Linked DNA regions of Mus musculus: all the other regions are linked to region 3. A link is a contact called in public HiChIP or PLAC-seq and promoter capture Hi-C data. All regions are on one chromosome and are shown on one strand. The core of a region is the stretch at or near the end of the contact, and the rest is flanking DNA. Distances in the headings are between cores, read along the strand shown. Region 1 holds the start of Tnip2 (TNFAIP3 interacting protein 2). Region 2 holds the start of Rbks (ribokinase). Region 3 holds the start of Ywhah (tyrosine 3-monooxygenase/tryptophan 5-monooxygenase activation protein, eta polypeptide). Region 4 holds the start of Rnf4 (ring finger protein 4). Region 5 holds the start of AI839979 (expressed sequence AI839979). Region 6 holds the start of Mrpl33 (mitochondrial ribosomal protein L33). Region 7 holds the start of Fam193a (family with sequence homology 193, member A).

Region 1 (2,872 bases), core at 88-2,587, 1.5 Mb before region 3:
CACTTCCCCTTCATCCCACAACTGCCTCAGTCAATCAAGATGACCCTGCATGACCATAGCAATGACTGTGCTGGACAATCATTTAATCATGGAAGTTTGGATGAGAACAGCTCCCATAGACTCATGTTTGGATACTTGGTCCCCAGTTGGTGACTCATGTAAGGTTAGAAAGGATTTCAAAGTATGGCCTGTTGGAAGAGCTGTGCCATTATGGGCAGAGAGATTCTGAGGTTTCAGCTTGCCCTCTGCTTCCTGATTTGTAATCAAGATGTGAGCTATCAGCTTTAAACATCTGACCCTTTATCCCAAGTAATGCTTCTTCTATACGCTGCCTTGGTCCTGGCATTTTGTCACACTAATAGAAAAGAAATACGCACTCATTCTCTAGTTCCACAACACCCCTACCAGGTAGGGAAGGAAGCAACTGTGACCCATCTTTTCTGAGCAGAAGTTTTGGGCTGGAAGGGCTAAGAAGGAACTGAACATAAGTGAGCCAGGTCTGTGACTCCCAGTATCCATCCCATACATTCTTGGCGAGGTCTGGCTTTGCTTATAGTTTTATACTTGCAAGTGAGTGTGTTCCTGCAGGCTCAACCAGAGCTTGCCTGTGAGCAGACAGGGTATTGAGAGTAGAAGACTGAGCAGAAAAGGAGACACACATCCTCACATAGGGAGGGGACCTCCATGAGATCTTAGCAATGAGCCATTGAAAGATTCTCACGGAGGAGAGACTTCCCAGTGGAAAAACAGTGTTCATATGGAAACTGTGGGAAGGAAAGGGTGGGCACCCTCTTGTCTTCTGCTAGAACAGCTTCTAGCGCTAAGGCCATCCTAACGCGAATTTAGGGGCATGCTGGGGTTTGGTGGCTGGCTCTGGGCTCCATCATGTACTCTGGATGGGAACACCTTTCTGGGTCAGTGTCCCTCTATGAAGAAACGCATGTCAAGTCCCGGAAGAGGAAGGAGCCCAGCCAATGAAACCTGACCACACTCTACGTCCCATGTTTGAAGTCCTTTGATTTATTTGCTTTTCTTCAGCTGCTGTACCAGAGGATACCTAACCCCAAACCCTGGTCGCAGATGGGGTCTGACTCCAGGAAAATTCCTCAGACGCAGGGAATAGAGCAGACAGCACCTAGAATGGAGCTGGTGTGTCAAGAGAAAGTGAGATCATAGAGTAGGAGGGACCAGCTGTGGGAGGGGACGGAGTCAGACTCCCGGCAGTGGGAGAGGCGGAGCCAGCTGTAGGCGGGGCGGAGTCAGACTCCGGGCCATGGACGAGGCGGAGCCAGCTGTGGGCGGGGGCGGATTAGGCTCTGGGAGTGGGCGGGGCGGGAAACGTTCCGGGAAGGCTGGTTTTCGCTCCCCCTGTGTGGAGAAGTTGGAGACGCCCAAGTCCCCACGGAAGGCCTACAGCCATGTCGTCTGGGGACCCAAGGTCTGGTAGACAGGACGGGGCCCCGCGTGCGGCCGCAGCGCTCTGTGGCCTGTACCACGAGGCCGGCCAGCAACTACAGCGCCTGAAGGATCAGCTGGCCGCGCGTGACGCCCTCATCGCGAGCCTCCGCACCCGCCTCGCGGCTCTGGAAGGGCACACGGCGCCGTCACTCGTGGACGCACTTCTGGATCAGGTGGAGCGCTTCCGTGAGCAGCTGCGACGACAGGAGGAAGGCGCTTCGGAGACCCAGCTGCGGCAGGTGCGGGGCGGGCGGGAGCTGCTGCGCAAGGCGGCCTGGGGAACTTGTTGGAGCGAGTGACGTGGAGTCCAGAGATGCGCGAGGTCTTGAGGGTCGCGAGGATATGAAGCTCGAGGTGCGGGTCTGAAGAGCTCGAGGTCTGAGCATAGTGGTTTAGGGGTGCGCTGGGGTTTGAAAGGAGCTGGGTTATGAGGGATACGAGATCCTGAGACTAGTGGGTCCTGAGGTTTCAGGGTCTGAAGGGCGTGGGGATCAGAGGCGCAGGTAATCCTGTTGGATTAGGGTCTGAAGGTAAGAGTCTGGGTAGTTCAGGGTATTGAGCAGTTCGGGATTCATTCGTAGGCTCAGGGGATATGCCAGAGGTGAGCAGGAGTCTCTGGGGCTCGGGGTTCTGGTGAGCAACAGGGTGGTAGGGGTGTGACTGTTTGAGGAGTACCAAGTCCTGACGTCCTGCTGAGGTTATGAGCACTTCTGAGGGACTTGTAATAGAGGTTAATTTGGGACAGACCCCCTGGGTCTCTCGACTTTGAGGGGTACTGCTGTGGGAAACTTACTCATGAAGTTTTGTGGGGGACAGGGTTCTGCGGAATGTGAGGGATCCTGGAGTGCAGGGATCTTGTGGGGCATAATGTTCTGAGGTAGCCTCGAACACGTGGTTCTGTTGGTAGTAAGCTTCTCCAATATGTACTCATATTATTAGTAATATTATTATATTAGTCCCAAAGGGGTGTGTAGCTGTTTTAATCACTGCCTTATTTGCGTTAAAGAGATACCATGACTAAGGCAACTCTTATAAAAGAAAGTATTTAATTGAGGGCTGGCTTACAGTTTCAGAGGGTCAGTCCATTATCATCATGGTGGGGAGTATGGTAGCTTGCAGGCAAGCTTGGTGCTGGAGAAGTAGCTGAGAGCTACATCCTGATCCACTGGCAGAGAGACGTCCACTAGGCCTGGTGCGGGCTTTTGAAACCTCAAAGCCCATCCCTAGTGACACAGTTCCTCCAACAAGGCCACATGTCCTATTCCTTCTCAAATTGTGCTACTATCTGATGATGAAAAAATGCAAATATATGAACCTGTGGGGGCATTCTCATTCAAGCAACAACAGTGGGGGCACCAGGCTTGACTAAGATGGAATTCTGAGGAGGGGTGGTGTTCAGGGTTCTGTGGGACAG
Region 2 (2,700 bases), core at 158-2,657, 1.3 Mb after region 3:
TAATACAAGTTTTTGACAGTGCAAGGTTTTGTGCAGCTTCAAGATGTTTCAGTAAGTGTGACTTCACTAACAAATGAAAGTTAAAAAAAAAAAAAACTATACTGACTCCAAAATCAGGAATTTGAAGAGAAAAAAAAAAAAAAAGATGATTCTTTGGTACAATATGCAGGGATATGGATTAGAAACACACACCTCTCCTTTACATATGGCACCATTATAACTGATTCCAGAGAAGCAGGAAATTTTGGTGACCTGCCTCTCTTGAATGCTTGTTTTGCAATTTGTATTTCCTGATTTTGATGTATTGCAGACGGAAGATGCAAATATATAATTTTTATAAAAAAATCTGCTGCCGCAAGATAAGGTCACATGAGGTCTTTTAGTGGGCAGGCTGTCTGGGGAACACAAAGACGTATAAAGCACCATCTAGGCTCTCGCAATTAGGAGAGGATGACAAACACGGAAACATGTGCCCCCGTTGACGTCATGGAACGGAAAGGGGTGGCCTCCTGCTGCATCACGTCCACGTCATATGGCGCACGAGGGAAGTTACTGTGGGGGAGCAATTTCTCCACTGGGCAACATCAGGGAGGGGCGGGGAGAGCGAATTGGTTCCGATCCAAAGAATGTCCACCCATTCTGAGGAGAATCTAAAGGGATCCAACCCTTTCTCCCAAATTGTATGATGCCCTCATCAAGTGCAAAAAGAGGCGGGCTTCATCAGAAACCAGGACTGAACGAGATACGTGGAGAAAGAGAAGCCTCAGATCTTGGGGGCGGCTCTTGAGGGAATCCGCGTGCTGTGGGGCGAGCGGGGCATCTTTGGAACGCGGGCCTTCTCTTGAAGAGGCTAGCTCTCTGGCCATACTCAAACATGGCTCTCTGCGCCACCTGTGCGACTGAGATCCAACCTCCCCGCACCAGCCCGGGTCCAGGTACCTGGAACTTAAGTCCGATCAGTAACCGGCGACTAGACGGGGTACAGGTTACCCGAGCGCGCCCCCGACCGACGCACCGACCTGCGCGCGAACCGCGGGCCGGATGCGTGCGCGCTCCCCCGGACGTCCCGCCCTCTCCGGAGCCGGCCGGGCGTGCGCGTCCCCGCGCCGAGAAGCCGGAAGCTGAGGAAGGCGACCGGGTAGCGCCTGAAGGTTCCCGGGAGCTCTGGCCTAGTGCTTGGCGCGCTCTGTCATTCTCGCCGTGGCGGCCGGGCCCTGTGCTTGTGAGGCGGGGCAGGAACACCGGTCCCAGAGGGATCAGGACTAGCCAAAGGCCGGAGAGATTTCGGGCATTTGGGAGGGCGACCGGCACAGGCGGGTGGAACGCCCGCGTCGTTAAGGAGGACGGGGCGGCGTCCCTGGTTACGGGGTCAGGCAAAGGGCAAAGGGCAGCGTCAGGGTTGAGCAGGATTAGTAATGGCGGCGTGTGGGGAGCCCGGGAGGCCCTGGCAGGAGGAGGAGGCAGCAGCGGTGGTAGTGGTGGGTTCCTGCATGACCGACCTGGTCAGGTTAGTGCGGGGCCGCAGCGCAAGGTCTCGGGAGGGCGAGCCACACTGTGGATGCCCGGGCCTCGGATCGGTGGGCACCCACCATTGGAACTTTCCTGAAAGCTTCAGGTTTCCAAGCACGACTTCTGAGGTGAAAAGGCAGAATTCAAGTTTGTGGAGGTCAATGACAGAGGAAGGGACAGGGATGGGGGGTGGGGGGACTGAATGAAAGCTTTGATAGACACCCCCACCTACGGGCGCCCCCAAACACCTGCACCTGTTTCCTTGGCCAGGCTGCCCCATGACATTTTAACCTCTGAGAACATGATGTACCTACTTCACAGGGTTGAGAGCACAAGAAGTGTTTTGTCCACCAGACCCAACTGGGTATTACTGGATTGAACACGTGAAAGAAGGCACTGAGGCAAACACCTTTTCACTCATGTTGGCATTCCTGCAGTGTTCCATATTTACAGTTTACTTTTATGTGGAAATGTAACCATGGGCCAACCTTTGTGGTGAACCTAAGTGTGAATTCAAAATTTAAAACACACACACACACACACAAACATGACAATTACAGCCACTAAAAACCTGACCAAATAGTGCTAAATGAGAATAGTTGAGTTAGGTCAGAGAGGTTGTAGGGAAGATCCTTCTGCTTTGTCGTCTGTTTTTATGAAAACAGCTTTCCAAGCAGATAAGCAATATACATTGTAGAAAAAAAAATAGTTCAGGTATTCCAAAAAACTCAGGCCATATAATTCTGTTTATGTTAATAACCATATTTCCCAGCAACTTAGTGTCATCGGTCCCTAAACTATTTTTCCAAAAGATAGCAGAGAACTTTGAAATAAGGCCTTGGGGTAATCAAAACAACCAAACCCTTTCACCAAACTACCTATATCTACTTTAAAAACAGCTCCAGGGGCCTCATATATCTAACTTAATCTTGCTTAAAACATTATAAATTGTTATCAGATTCATCAAGATGGCTATGAGGTAAAGGTGCTTGACTAAAGCCTAATGCCCTTCAGTTCCTGGAGCCCAGTATGGTGGAAGGACACTACATATGTGATGCATGAGTGTGTACACAATAGATAGATAGATAGATAGATAGATAGATAGAATAAATAAGTCTATGCTTTCAAATTACCAAACACAACAGAAAAGATGGAATTAAAAAGGAGACTGGGGCCGGGCGTGGTGATGCA
Region 3 (2,771 bases), core at 245-2,744:
GATGTTGCTGGATTCCAGAGACATCCTGCTGAATGTGTACAAGGACCCTGGAGGAAAGCTAACTTGATTATTGTTCTTACCTGAGAAAATCCTAAATGTTGGCCTCAATTTTCTATTTCATGTAGTATCAAAATACAATTTCCAAATTAAATGTGTATGGAGTATGTGGGTTTAAGAAAGCCTTTCAAAGACTAGCCATAGGTCATATGAGCTACAATTCAGGGCAGTTAATACTTAGGTCAGCTAAAAACTGCCCAAGGGCTGCTAAAATGCAGATTTCTGGGTCTCACCCTCAAAAATGTTTATGTATTTAGAAGTCTAAGGTGGAATCCAAGGAAATTTTCTCCCTAGTCTTAAGAGCTAGGTGGCCACAGTTGTAATTCTGCCACTGTGTGACCTTGACAAGAAATATTCTTTTAGAAAAAACCCAGGATGATGTGAAGAGTTGTCTATAGTGATGTGGTAACAGAACTCCAAAGTCTTGGGTAGGCAGGTAGGCTCTAGGCTAAGCTATTGACTAGGGTGTGGCTGGGCAGGTCTCCTTTACCGGAAATCAAGCTCCAGAATCCATCTCTGAGGGTCTCAGGAATGCAAAGGCCCCCAGGGTTGCTTCGTTTTCATTTCATCTCCAGGAAGGCACGCAGCATGGACCGTTGGGATGTATGCAGGGACCCACACCCTCCTTCACGCCCAGGACTGCTGGAAAGGGGTCTTCCCACACAAAGCCAGACCCGAGGTGTGGAAAGTGGGGGAAAAAAACAACTTCAGACAAGCAAACCAAACCGGTCGTAGTAGAGAAAACCAGGAGATGGGTCTCCACTCGCGGATGAGCCTTTATTACAAGTGGGTGAATGGTGGAAGGAAAGCGCCTTTCGCCCAGGTCCGGCAGAAGGGTCTAGAAGCAGGAACGCGACTTCCTCCTTTCCTCGGGCACCCCCTCCCCCACCGGGGCTCTGCGCTAGGACACGGCGACCCCCGCCCGCCAGCCACCGAGAGGCCTCCCGGGGAGACCCCGCCCCGGCCAGGCCGCAGGAAACGGAGAGTCCAGCGGCCGCCGCGCCCAAAAGGTGGCGGCGCGTAGGGAGAGAGCCGCCGCCCAGGCTCGGGCCGCCCCGCCCCGCAGCCCCCGGCCGCCCGGCTCCCCAGCGCGCTCACCGCCTTCATGGCGGAGGCCATATCGTCGTAGCGCTCCGCCTGCTCCGCCAGTCGCGCCCGCTGCAGCAGCTGCTCTCGATCCCCCATGTCGCTCGCGACTCGGCCTCGCCTCGCACGCCCACACCGCCTGCTCACTCGCTCGCTCGCTCGCCCGCCCGTCCGCTTCCCGGTCGCCGCCGAGGCCGCTACCGCGCACGCGCACTGGCTCGCCGGCTGGCGGGAGGCTGCAGGCTGCGCCGCCGCTCGCGCCTTCTCGCTGGCTGGCTGCACGCGCTGTGGCGAGCGCCGCGGAGCCGCCGAGAGAGGATAGGGGGCGCCGCGGGCGGGCGGGCGGGCGGGGAGGACGCGACCACGCCTGCGCACTCGGATCAGCCCGCCGAGCTACGGGAGGGGGCGGGGCGGCCCAGCCCTAACGGTCTTTTTAAGGTGACGTCACCTACTATAAATAGCCGCGGCGAGGGCCGCGCTGGAGAGCTGCGCAGGCGCCTTAGGAGTACTGCAGTTTACCGCCGCAGCGTTGGAGGGTGGGGAGCGGCTGGGGCGCGGCGATGGTGGTTCCGCAGGCAGGCGTTGTCGCAGCCCTGGCCAGGAAAACGCTACAGAACCCATGATAGAGCTCGGGCTTGAGAAGCAGATACCCGCAGATAACCCTGTATGGAAAAGCCGAGGCGCCCCGGACCGAGGGGCGGCTTTGTTGGGTGTTGCCACCTCCAGCAAGCGGTCAGCTCTGTCAGCGGCGTGGGGTGGGTCCTGCCCTTTGGGACAGCCCCTCACAGACACACTAGAATCCACAATACTGCAGGGTAGTGCCATCCTTAAAACTGACCTTGGGCCAGCTCTGGCTTGCACAGGAAGGGATAGGGAACTTGGCAGAGCGGAGTAGCGTTCAGGACATACCTACGGGGACCTGACTTACTGTTGGGCCTTGACTAGCACTAACCTATTTCATACAACCACTCCGGGAAAGGCTCAGCAGGTCCCCCATTCTTCAAAGCAGAAGTGCAATCTACAACCCTGGTAAACCTAGGAAAACCAAAAGTTGGCAACTATCAGGGTCGACTTAGCCTGGTTCAAATCTTTTTAGGGAATTAGTGATTATAGGTCAGAGGTGCAGTGTTGGCCTGGAGGGCCTGATGCTCAGTGGAAGAAGGAACAAAAATTCAAGGCAAGGTGACATATCCTATTTGTGGAGGGGCCAAAATCTAATTTCAGTGTCTTCTTGGATTTCTGTGGCGATGGACTGGACACTAAGCCTTCACCGCTCCTGTCGTTCTGTGCTAAAGGTCCCTGGGTTGGACCTCAAGCTAGAAAAAGTGCAATTAAAACAAAACAGTCTGGCATGGTGGAACATGTCTTTAATCCTAGTAGCCAGGAAACAAAGGAACAGGCAGGCATATCTCTGAGTTCTAGGCCAGTCAGGGATACACAGAGAAATCCTGTCTGAAACACACACACACACACACACACACACACACACACGGCTGTTACACAAAGAGAAGCCATGCACACACATAAGAAAAATCTAGCCCACTGTAGCACAGAAGAAGGGGCCTTAGGTTCACTGAGGAGTGTGTGTGTGTGTGCTCATGTTGAAGACTGCTCAGGAGCCATGTTTT
Region 4 (2,700 bases), core at 45-2,544, 1.3 Mb before region 3:
ATCGAACTCACAGGCAAACCGGGACGCAAGTGTTTTCTCCAACCATTAAAAAGAAAAAGCACCAGGTGTGTGTGGGGTCTGGGCTGGAGAGAGGTTCCCTCTCACCATTGTCAGGAACAAGAGTCAATCTGCAGGCTGAAAGACCTCAGACTACCTCAGCCTTTGTGAACCTCGGGCTCCCCCAATTACTTGGGCAACCTAAACTAAACGGCAGACCGAAAAACTGAAGCTTAAAACGCCCAGGGGTAAAGTTTAAAAAAACAAAAAGCAGGAACGCCCATATCTGGACTCCTCCCCCGCCCTAATCAAAATGTGGACAATGGCGTCCACTGCGAACAATGTTAAAGGTTAAGTTTCCTATCCCTGTGTACAGATGTGGCCCTGAGGGAAGGGCCCGAGCAGGCACCGGGCTAAGGATGGAGGTCGCAATCGCCCGCTTGACTAACCATAGATAGAACCAAAAGTGGCTCCTGGAAGCCCAAACCCCATTCAGCTCCAAAGCCCGCAAGCGTCCTCGGCACTCTCGCAACTTAGATACGGCCCGCCACGCGGCCCGGGTGCCCCAGCAAACTCGCAGGCCTCCGGAAGGCGGGGCGGCGACGCGACCACACAAAGGCTGCGTCATCAGCAAGGAACAAAAACCTCGCTCAGGTTCTCTGCAATCCGCCCGCCCGGCCCCGAGAGTGACCTTGGGCGACCCCCAACCCTCGCCGAGCCTCAGTTTCCCTTCCTACTTGGCGAAAGAGGTTCTCCGGCCAGGCCGCGGGTTGGCGAGCGGATACCCCCACACAAGACATTTCCCTACTTCCGACGACGGCGCCGCTCCATGTTCCGACAACCGCGTGCTCTCCGGGAAAGAGGCGGCAGAGGGCCCAAGCCGGAGAAGCGCGGTTCTGCGAGAGGCGGGCGGCCACCAACCCCAGTGCGGGCCGAGAGGCCGCCCGCGCTCCACGCCCGCACCGCCCTGCCCCGCCGCTTCCATGCTGCGGAGCCCAGCCTTACTTGGAGCTGGGGTTTGCTGCCAGACGCCTCGGCTGATGAGCTCGGGCAAGGACGTACCGACTCCAGCCGCCGCTGAGGAGACCCGTTCAAGCAAGCCTCCACCGCCTCACGAAGACCCACTTCCGCTCGTCCGGCACCGGCCCGCCCTTCTCAGCCCTTATTGGCCTCTCCCGCCTTTTCTCCCGTGCTCTACCGGTTTAGGAGGATAAATTGCAATTTTATTGGGTGAGAAAACCATCTATTACCACTTTGAAATACACCTTCTTCCGGTCACGCCCCCCGCCTGCTTGCGGGAGCTTCCACTTCCCGCGAGAGTGCCGCCAGTCGCGCTCCTCCCACGAGAACTTGGCGGTGTCGTTGCTGAGGCGCGTCGCGAGCTTGCCCGCTGGGTGTTTGACTTTTCGTTTGGCTTCTGACCTGGTATACGGTGGCCCTTACGGCTGCATCTAGCCCTAAACCATAATCCGTACCCTTCTCCGTCTCCTCGGTCGTTAATGAGGCGTACCAGAGACTCGCCCAAGGCCCCAATTTTCTGCTGATCCACAGGCAACCAGGCCGGGATTCGCACCATAAGTGCCAGGCTCTTAGGCATGTCGGTCCCCGGACTCTCCCTCGCAGGAATCCCATCATCTGGACAGGGGGCTCACCTATACGTTTGGGAGGCCTACCTGGAGGAAGCTTGAGGACTAGACGAAAGAGAACGTCCAGTTAGACATTGTGTGTGCTAAAGGCGGGGGAAGGTAGAGCTGGGCATGCCCAGGAGTCTGCGGGTTAGCTGCCCAAGTGTGTCGGGGCAGAGGCGAGAAAGGCAGGACTCAGAACACAAGTCCCATGGAATGCAAAGAACGGCCTCGGGCAAGACCAGGGCCTGGAATTGGGTCTTAGGACATCTCATGTTACAGAATCTCTCTTACCTGAATCTGAAAACCAGTATAATAACTTTAGGCAAGTCTCAGTCCATTCACACCTATTACAGGTTATCCATTTTACCTACTTCTGCCGGTTAATAAGAATGTGAGTGCTAACAGGTAATACAAGTCCTGCTGCTCCTGGGCTAGGTGGAGGGATGGGTTTAGCAACTGGAAAATGATCTATCCATAGATAAATAGCAACTAGAAAGAAATAGATGAGGACCCTCAGACTACTTGAGCAGATGATTTGAAGGTTATCCTAAATGTGGTTGAATTGCTTCTGTGGGGATATAGATCCTGGAAGATTGATTAACATGGCGAAGCAGATCAAAACCCGACCGTTAATATTTTCCATATTACAATCTCTGACGTTTTATGGAATTATAAGAGAACTTAGGATAAAGTGTGTATGATAAATACATACCTGACTCCAGTGTAAAATGTGTTTTGATGTTTTGGGCATGCTTTCCAAATGTTATAAATAGGAATAAAGAGAACTTACATTTGTAAGAAAAATGTAGGTATTTCTTATAATTTTTTGAATACTTAAATCAGGTGAGACCAAAACAGGAATATATACCCTTATAGGTTAAAGGTTCTGTTTGCAGTTAAACAGTTAAATATTTCTTGCCAGGAAGTAGTGGCCCACACCTTTAATCCCAGCAGAGATTAAACTCAGGAGGCAGAGGCAGGCAGATCTCTAAGTCTGAGGCTAGCCTGATAGGCTAGTTCCAGGACAGTCAAGGCTATACAGAAACACTGACTCAAAAAACACCAAAAAAAGCGA
Region 5 (2,839 bases), core at 58-2,557, 1.4 Mb after region 3:
TCATTAAAGGTGGTTGTGAACATATGTGGTTGCTGGGAATTGAACTCAGGATCTCTGGAAGAACAGTTAGTGCTCTTAACTGCTGAGCCATCTCTCCAGCCCCACCTAGGGAATTTTTAATAATTGAAATTACCCAACATATGTAATGGAATGTCTCATGCTTACATTCAGAAAAGAAATAATAAAAAACAAATCTTGTTACGAAGAAAACCGGGTATGGAAATACCAAGTCAATGAACTTGGTCCAAGTTCAAGGTCAGTAGAGGGGCTGCACTCCCTGTGCCTCGATCCCAGCCCTTCTACTCTTACAAACATGCAGCATGCCTACTACTCCGACTTTTCTTTCCTTTGTTTTTAAAGACAGGGTCTCACTATGTAGCCTTGGCTAGCCTGGAACTCACCATGTAGACCAGGATGGACTCTTAACTCCTAGAGATCATCTGCCTCTACCTAGTGCTAAGATTAAAGACATCCTCAGTGTCCCCCATCCTCCAGTGTCCCCATCCTCCAGTGTCCCCCATCCTCCAGTGTCCCCCATCCTCCAGCTCACCTGCTGCATCTGAGTTCCCACTGTAAAGGAGATCACAGATGTTTCCCCACTCGGGGTTGGTGAAGGTTAAGGGGAGCATCAGAGAGACCTTAAGTCTGGTTCTCACCGACTTTATACCTTGCCCAATGGCACATGCCAGCATGAGAAACACGGAAATTTGGCAAACCATGCAATCTACCAGGAACTCAGCTGTGAAGGGAGAGACAGTCCAAGATTGCCTGCAAAGTTTCTGCTTCCTCTCAAGCCCTCCAGAGGCCCCAGAGGAAGGAGTCCTGACCCTGCCATCTTCCTTAGACTCCAGGGCCTCCTTTTCTCTAAAGAGGCGTGGAGGGTGCTGAGTGTGGGGTGAAGGGGAGATCAGTGCAGCCAGGCTGCAGTCAGGCACAGGAGGCTGACCTTCAGTTAGCTGCTGCTAGACTGAGCTCCCACTAGTTACCTAGGAAGGCACCCAAAAGCACCGGGAGGCTGGGGGGCGGCGGGTTGGGGCAGAGACCACCCAGGAGAAATGAAGGGCTTGGTGTGGGGAGGGAAAGGAGGAAGCGGGGTGGGGGCAGTATCAGAGAAGAAGGGGCACTAGAGAGTGAGGAAAAAAGCAGAAGTCATTGTGTGGGGAGAAGGTTGAGGGATGATGCCGAAAAAGAGGAAGGGGTCAGCGGTGGCGGTAAGACTTTGGAGAAGGAAGGAGAAAGTCGAGAGGGAGGGAAGAGGAGGCGGTCCTGATTCTCCACTTTACTGCCCATTCCTTCTCCCTTGCTGAAACATCCAGCCGGTGCCTTTGTGGCCTCTTGGGCTGGGTTGCAATCTCATGCCAACCCGCTTGCCGGTTGTCAGGAGGCCTCTGGGGAGGACGCTGCAGGAGCCTCAAACGCCACCTACTCCCGGCCTCTCTCCCGGTTGATGTTTCTATTTTGGGCACCACATTATTTCCTGCTGTGATTTTTTTTTTCAGGCTTCTAATTCAGGCTCTGAGGTAAGCTGTGACATCCGCTCGTGCCCGCAGGCCCCTCCCGCACACTGCTTGTCCTCCTGGGGCGCGGGCACCCCTCAGGCCCAGCAGCAGTCCAGCCACTGCGGGGAGTCTTGGCAGGGCCTGCCTAAAAATAAGCTTTCGGATTTCCCCTCCCCCTGGTAGGGCAAAAGGAGGCTAGCTGGAATAGATTTCTAGGCAAGGATTTGAGGGGGTGATGGAGTGAGGTTGACAGGGACCTGCTATAAACTGTGCCATTGTGCCTAGGAATGGGAGTCCAACGCTTCCGTGTCCGAAGTCTGTTTAACTATATTTGGACAATGACCCTTTAGAGATGCTGATAAAGGCTACACAGAATCCCAGAAACTGTCCACAACAAACTCACAGGTAGGTTCCTGGTAATTTTGGGTTTGTGCACTTCCTTGAGTCGGGGAGCCCTTGTTCAAAGCCCTGGGTATGCATGGACGCCTCCCTCCCTGATCTCTCCTCTCAACCTCAGTATGCCTCATTATATTTAATCAATATGTGCTTAAAAAGAAGAAGTCTCTGTATGTGCAAGTACTTCAAGCACAGGCAGATTATAAGCTATGTCCTTAGGGAAACAACAGCCTCTTAAAACTGTCTTCTGGTTTACTCCCAAGGACCTGCTGGCCATCTGGCAGTGAGGGCACCCACTGCATTGGGTTCTGGCAGATTTAAGTTCCGAACTCAATTAAGTAGGCTCTGTTTTTGTTTTTCCTGACTTCTCTCTCACAGCAGACAAAATGGTAAAGCTCCCGGGAGTCTCACCCATCCCAGTCCATGGGGGTGACTTTAGCTGAGACTCCTAGCAGTGAGGATATGGAGCCTGTTGTGCTTGTAGACAGGAGCCTAGCATAACTCCTCTGACAGCTACCCAGCAGCTGACTGAAACAGATGCTGAGTCCCACAGTCAAACATTAAATGGAGCTTGGGGACTCTTGTGGAAGAGTTGTGGGAAGGATTGCAGGCCCTGAAGGAAATAGGAACTCTACAAGAAGACCAACAAAGTCAACTAACCTGGACCACTAGGGGCTCCCAGAAACTGAACCATCAACCAAAGAGCATACACAGGCTGGACCTAGGCCTCCTTGCACATATGGAACAGATATGTAGCTTGGTCTTCATGTGGATCTCCCAACAACTGGAGCAAGGGCTGTCCCTGAATCTGTTGCCTGCCTGTGGGTCCTGTTCCCTTAACTAGGCTGCCTTGTCTGGCCTCAGTGGGAAAGGATGTGCCTAGCCCTGCAAAGACTTGATGTACCTAGGTTGGGGGATAACCGAGGGAAGAGGGAGGGTTCCAT
Region 6 (2,778 bases), core at 90-2,589, 1.4 Mb after region 3:
CTGGCCCATAGGCAAGGCACAGGTCTAGCCTCTCAGTTCCAGCTGCCTAACGCTTAGCTCTGCAATCTTTCTAGTGCTTGGACTGACTTCTATAAACAGGCTCTAGGTTTCCATCAAATCAGAGCTCATCTGTAGATTCCTGCAGAAGACTCAGGCAAATGGCTCTGGTTAGGTAGAGCCAAACAGATCACCAGCCTGATGCTTGCTTTAGGAGCAAAGCAATGAACTAATAGATTCTGAGGTGAGACCAGAAGCAAAGTTCCTTTACACAAAGGCTGTGAATACTCCCTGGGACAGAAGGGAGACAGCACAGTCCTCAACTTACATCCTCAGTTTACCCAGTGCAAATGCACTGCTTTGCAAGAGGCCACATTTCCCACTGTGCTCTCTTCCCCAGTTAGTAACGGGTACCTCGGCTTCCTACCAGCCACAAAGGGAAGAGGAAGCAGGGTTGCTAAGCGACATGATCTGTGGTTTTGGTATATCAGATGCATTCTCAGCTTATGTATCTGCAACCCAGGATCGAACTGTCAATGGTAGCACCATCAAAGGACTTTTCCCCCAAGGTGCTCACATCAACAAAATAATTAACCAAATAAATAACCCCAGATCAACTCTTGGGAGATCAAACCCAAACACTGGGCCAATAAAACAAAAACCTTACTTACTTTGACTTGCTCTTGGCAACTTGTGTGTGTAAAGGTTGGAAGAAAGAAAAAAGATAAGGTTGTTATTTTTTTCATTCGAAGTGCTTATCAACATTAGTTGTAACCAAAAACACTTTAAAAGTATTCCCCACTTTACACTAAAATAACTTTTTCCTGGTGTGAGTCTGGCCCACACAATTATGAATGTTTTGTTGTTGTTGTTGTCTTGGTATAATCAACAGTTGTCTGCCATCTTAACATCGTTCTAAGTAATATCTGCTCTATCCCCACCCTTCTATAGTGTAAATATTTGTACTGCAACACAGCTCTTGTTTGAACTTTACAGACTGCAGCAAAGTCGCCTGAGATGCTAACTCTAATCAGGATGTCAGCCAGGAGCCAGGCAGCGGGGTAATACCACAGCGGCCAGTAGACATTCTTCGGACACCCCTGCAGAGGGCGACGGGGCTCCCGCCGCCTTCTCACCAGACCCGGAGGCGCGCCGCGGGGTGGCAGCCGCCGCGCCAGGTCCTCCACCCCTCCGGGCTCCACCTCGGGACCTGCGGGTCACCGCCTCGGCTCCACGCCGCAGGCCCTGCCGCCGCCTCAGACCGACTTACAAGAGACAGCGGAGAGCAGCATGGTCCACCGATTCTCACCGAGACCCGCCTAAAGAGCTCAACGACTACTTCCGGGGCATGCGCGGGTTCCGGTAGAAGGCTCAGGAAGTGGACAGAAGCCACGCCCTCCCCTGAAGTTCGGGCAGTCTCTGACTCAGTGATTTATTGGTAGTGAATTTTGTGGTATTATGGGAAGGACCCCCCCTCCATACAAAAGATAATACTGCCAAATATCACAATACCCAGATCTGCCTGGCTCCAAAACATGTAGCCTTTCCCAAGAGACACTGATCTATCTTTTTTTTTTTTTAATTTTATTATATATTTTCTTTATATACATTTCAAATGCTAGCCCGAAAGTTCCCTATATGCTCCCCTACCCACCCTGTACTGGGGCATATAAAGTTTGCAATACCAAGGGGCCTCTCTTCCCAGTGATGGCCGACTAGGCCATCTTCTGATACATATGCAGCTAGAGATACGAGCTCTGGGGGTACTGGTTAGTTCATAGTGTTGTTCCACCTATAGGGTTGCAGACCCCTTCAGCTCCTTGGGTGCTTTCTCTAGCTTCTCCATTGGGGGCCCTATGTTCCATCTTATAGATGACTATGAGCATCCACTTCTGTATTTGCCAGGCACTGGCATAGCCTCATACGAGACAGCTATACCAGGGTCCCTTCAGCAAAATCTTTCTGGCATATGCAATAGTGTCTGGGTTTGATGGCTGATTATGGGATGGATCCCCGGGTGGGGTAGTCTCTGGATATTGTACTCTGATCTACCATTTGCCCAGCAATATTTTTATGCCTGTGCAAGAAGTCCTAACTCCACCACCAGGGACCTCACTGGTAACTTCATCTCCCAATTAATAATCAGGATTTTATTATTTTTGCTGTTGTTTTGCTTAATTTGTGTGTTTATAATGACTCTCCCTATATTATAATTTATTTTTACGCCTGAGTGTTTTGCTTGCTTGTATATTTGTGTACCACTTGTGTGCCTGGTACCTGAGAAGTTTAGCATCATGCTTCAAATCTGGAACCAGAGTGTTATGATAGTTGTGAGCCACCATGTGGGTACTGGAAAGCAAACCCTACTCCCATACAAGAGCAACAAATATTCATAGTGGCTAAGCAATCCTCTCTGGCCTGTTGTTGTTGTTGTTGTTGTTGTTGTTGTTGTTGTTGTTGTTGTCTTAAGTGATCTTCTCAGCAATGCTGTATTTCCATTTCCATGTGAGGAATCCAAGGATAAGAATAACTAACTTGGCCAAGGCTGTTCCAGTTATTAGTGGAAAGTCTAGGTCTTGAATCCAAATCTTCAAAATCTGGAGGTCATATTTTAAATTTTCAAATATGGCAGGCATGTACTTAGTGCTAGTCTAGCTAAATCAGAGAGTTCCAGGTTCAGTAAAGATCCTATCTCCAAAAAAATTAAATAGGGTAGAGAGAAAGCAACATTGGCCTGTCCTCCACACATGCACATATGTTCATGTGTGCCAGTTCACATGT
Region 7 (2,839 bases), core at 105-2,604, 1.4 Mb before region 3:
CAAACTCTGGAAACTCAAACCCAAGGACAAACCCCAGATGCTAAACAAATGTAACAATACTCCGCGAAGAAAGCTCCCAAAGTTGCACCAAAACTGCAGAGAACACCGGGAACAAATAAGGAAAACTTAAGTATTTATCCATTACTGTACTTTCTTGCAACAACATGAGCATCAAAACCCATGCCCATCCCCAACAATTTTCTCAACTGCTCTCAATACATACTGTGCCAACACAATATTCCGAATCTCATTAAAAAAAAAAAAAATCTGCCTCATGACTTGGCACACAAATACCCCTTAAAGCTTTGGTTTCTTCACTGTGGATGTCTTTTTAAAAGAAGATAACTTGTTTTAGCAACCTTACAAGAACGCAACTTGAGAGAAACCCATAATCATTCGGTGGCCAATCCAATCTATAGAACCGATTATGCCAACTGCATCCCACGTACCAGCACTATCTTCTGAAACAGAATAAAAGAGACAGCGGTCCATCCACAGCATGCCTGCGTAAGTAAACCTGAAAAAATAGTTACCCCAACCCTTGCGACTATCCTCAGCTGACACTCCTGAGGAAAGAGACCCCGGCGGCTCCCGAGAGCTTACAGCAGCAGGCACAGAGGGCAAGACAGCCGCGCCCGTGGTGCGCCAGGCGGTACCCAGAAACTTCTAGGGGGCACTTTTCAAGGCCACAGTCGGTGTGCCTCGGGGGTCCCGCCGGCGCCGCCCTCCCTCCGCCGCGCTCGCGCCCGGGAGGAGCTGTCAGCTAGGCAGGCGCCGGCCCGTTATCCGCCGGCCGCGCCCGCCCGGCCGCTCGTGAGGGGGCGGCGGCCGCTCCCGCCCGCGGACCCCTGCTGCTTACCTCGAAGTAGCCTCCGGCGGCACCGCCCGCACCCGCGCCCAGAGGCCCGTGGGCCGCCGCGCCGCCCAGCAGGCCCGCCGCGCCGGGGCCCGGGGCCTGGGGGCCGCGCAGGGCCGCCGCCGAGCCGGCCTTGCCGCCCGAGCCGCCGCCACCCGAGCCACCGCCGCCGCCGCGCTTGTTCTTCCGGCGCTTGGCTCCGCGCTTAGCGTCGGCCGGGCTCATGGCGGGAGTGAGGGACGGAGGACGGCGGGCGGGGAAGGGGCGCGGGCGGGCGCCGGGCCGCGGGCGGCGGCGGCAGCGGCGGGCAGGCGGAGGCGGCGGCGGGCGCTGCGGCCGGCCGGGCGGGGGGCGCGGCGCGGGGTCTCCTCCCGGGCTGGGAGGGCGGGGCGGACGGGATCTGAGGGGCAGCTGCTGGCGAGAGCGACGCGAGTCCACCGGGCCCGGTGCCGCCGCTGACCAGAGTTAAGAGTCCAATATGGCGGACACAAGGGGAAAGGGATCCCAGTTTACGTCGGGGGAGGGGGGAAGCAGCGGCAGGGGGAGGGGCGCGGGCGGCCGCCCCCCGCACTCCGCCCTCCCGGGCGGCGCGCCCCTGGCCTGGGACCCCGCCCCCGACGCCACGCGCGAGGCATGCCGGGAGCTGTAGTTCCAGCCGCCCGCGGCTCCGCCCGGGCGTGTGGGGCGGGACCACGACTCCCGTAGGGCCACGCGCAGTTAGTCGTGCGGGGAGAGGGTGTGCCTAGGGTGACGTCCGGCGCCGCGTGGCCCTGTGGAATCTGTAGTCCGCGCACGGACGGAGCTGGAGGCGGGCGGGGTCCAAGAGGGTCTCGCAGTTCCAACTCTGGCGGTCTCTCAGTTCCTTTAGTACAGCCTCCTGCCAAAGACCCAAGCTCTTGCCCTGCTCGTAGTGGGCCCTGCTGACTTTGGCCCAGTCCAGGTTCGAGCGTGCCCCTTTCACCTGTCGCTGTGTGACCTTGGCCTATGCCAGGGCCAGTGGAAAGAGGGCCGGCATCCGCCGACTGGTAATTCACTGCATCTGCGCTGACAAGGCCTGCAGTAAGCAGGAGCCTGCCTCACTCCTTCCTCGCTTCTCTTTAAAGTCTCCATACTTAAAGGAGCGCTTCCTCAGGCCATCGCCCATGCTATTCATCACTTTCCATTCACCACATACCAGGAGGACTTTAGTTCAGGACAGAAGTCTGGACCACTACCTAGAAACCTTGTTCCTTGGCGCCCTGCTTATCGCCTATAGGTACAAGGACCCAAACCAAAGGTTTCCCGCAGTTCATACCTATTTTTGATTCCATCAGTGGAACCAAGTGCTATCTGTTGAGATTAGCATTGCGACATACAGACATGCGCTCCTGAACCATCTCCTATTACCTCCTAGTTAGTCATTCTGGCCCAATTCAGCAATTCTGACCCATTTTTCACCCCAAACCTGAGCAGCCCAATGTGATGAACCCCGTTTCAATGACTAACTTCCCAATAGAATGAAGGTCCCTCACCCAAACAGGTCTTGGATAGCTCTGATATTAAAGTGTAGTAGGATGCCAGGCTAAATCTCCCTCAGTACTCCATAGGTGGGCAGTGTCAGGACCGCCCCTTCCCTCCATTTCATCTAAGGAGTCCAGTTGAATGCCTCCCTACTTCCATAACCACTTTGCTTTCTTCTGTTCTTGGCACATTGGCATGGAGTTGAAATTTTTAAGTGTCATTAGTATCCTAGAGGGCACAGGATATAGAAGTGCTTGCCTCCACCATAATCCCAACCCCTTGCAGGCACAGGGCTGGGCATGCAGCACTCCAGTAATTGCTAGGTGAATGAATGACCATTTGTCCAGCAGTGCAGTCATTCTCTGTCAAATCTCCATTCACACATACACTCTCCTGAGAGGTGCTATTAGTCATAGTCTATGGATAAGAAACAGGTTTATAGGTGCTAAGGATGTTGCCCAAAGCCACTCTAGTTTTCAGAGG

Evidence for each region. Promoter capture Hi-C pulls out the DNA fragments that hold promoters and counts their contacts. HiChIP or PLAC-seq counts read pairs in DNA pulled down with a chosen protein or histone mark.
Region 1: a promoter capture Hi-C map of liver shows a contact between it and region 3, with 3 times the contacts expected there. The contact joins the promoter of Tnip2 here to the promoter of Ywhah in region 3. A contact is called at or near these places in 2 of 39 promoter capture datasets (liver and pre-B cells).
Region 2: a contact with region 3 is called in a promoter capture Hi-C map of pre-B cells, with 5 times the contacts expected there. The contact joins the promoter of Rbks here to the promoter of Ywhah in region 3. A contact is called at or near these places in 4 of 39 promoter capture datasets (liver, pre-B cells and stem cell-derived epiblast-like cells), 2 of 115 datasets of contacts at active chromatin or transcription factors (astrocytes and stem cell-derived neural progenitor cells) and 1 of 9 other capture datasets (liver).
Region 4: a contact with region 3 is called in a promoter capture Hi-C map of liver, with 4 times the contacts expected there. The contact joins the promoter of Rnf4 here to the promoter of Ywhah in region 3. A contact is called at or near these places in 2 of 39 promoter capture datasets (liver and pre-B cells).
Region 5: an H3K27ac HiChIP or PLAC-seq map of large pre-B cells shows a contact between it and region 3, with 4 times the contacts expected there. The contact joins the promoter of AI839979 here to the promoter of Ywhah in region 3.
Region 6: a contact with region 3 is called in a promoter capture Hi-C map of embryonic stem cells, with 5 times the contacts expected there. The contact joins the promoter of Mrpl33 here to the promoter of Ywhah in region 3. A contact is called at or near these places in 1 of 39 promoter capture datasets (embryonic stem cells) and 2 of 115 datasets of contacts at active chromatin or transcription factors (embryonic stem cells and extraembryonic endoderm stem cells).
Region 7: a contact with region 3 is called in a promoter capture Hi-C map of liver, with 5 times the contacts expected there. The contact joins the promoter of Fam193a here to the promoter of Ywhah in region 3. A contact is called at or near these places in 2 of 39 promoter capture datasets (liver and pre-B cells).

The regions. Positions count from the first base shown.
Region 1 is chr5:34,512,444-34,515,315 of GRCm38.p6, reverse strand. It overlaps Tnip2 (TNFAIP3 interacting protein 2), which reads left to right and starts at 1,337. Exons shown (of 6, transcript NM_139064.2): 1 at 1,337-1,697. The coding sequence starts at 1,419.
Region 2 is chr5:31,696,317-31,699,016 of GRCm38.p6, reverse strand. It overlaps Rbks (ribokinase), which reads left to right and starts at 1,407. Exons shown (of 8, transcript NM_153196.1): 1 at 1,407-1,507. The coding sequence starts at 1,416. Babam2 (BRISC and BRCA1 A complex member 2) reads right to left here and starts at 967. Exons shown (of 12, transcript NM_144541.1): 1 at 940-967.
Region 3 is chr5:33,017,539-33,020,309 of GRCm38.p6, reverse strand. It overlaps Ywhah (tyrosine 3-monooxygenase/tryptophan 5-monooxygenase activation protein, eta polypeptide), which reads right to left and starts at 1,494. Exons shown (of 2, transcript NM_011738.2): 1 at 1,156-1,494. The coding sequence starts at 1,242.
Region 4 is chr5:34,334,844-34,337,543 of GRCm38.p6, reverse strand. Rnf4 (ring finger protein 4) reads right to left here and starts at 1,294. Exons shown (of 8, transcript NM_011278.5): 1 at 1,003-1,294. It also overlaps A830049F12Rik.
Region 5 is chr5:31,569,865-31,572,703 of GRCm38.p6, reverse strand. AI839979 (expressed sequence AI839979) reads left to right here and starts at 1,307. Exons shown (of 3, transcript NR_102275.1): 1 at 1,307-1,520; 2 at 1,785-1,904; 3 at 2,274-2,839.
Region 6 is chr5:31,612,512-31,615,289 of GRCm38.p6, reverse strand. It overlaps Mrpl33 (mitochondrial ribosomal protein L33), which reads right to left and starts at 1,339. Exons shown (of 4, transcript NM_025796.3): 1 at 1,268-1,339; 2 at 669-687. The coding sequence starts at 1,289. The region is part of intron 2 of Gm38424 (a long non-coding RNA gene); the gene reads right to left.
Region 7 is chr5:34,368,448-34,371,286 of GRCm38.p6, reverse strand. It overlaps Fam193a (family with sequence homology 193, member A), which reads right to left and starts at 1,354. Exons shown (of 21, transcript NM_001243123.1): 1 at 860-1,354. The coding sequence starts at 1,081.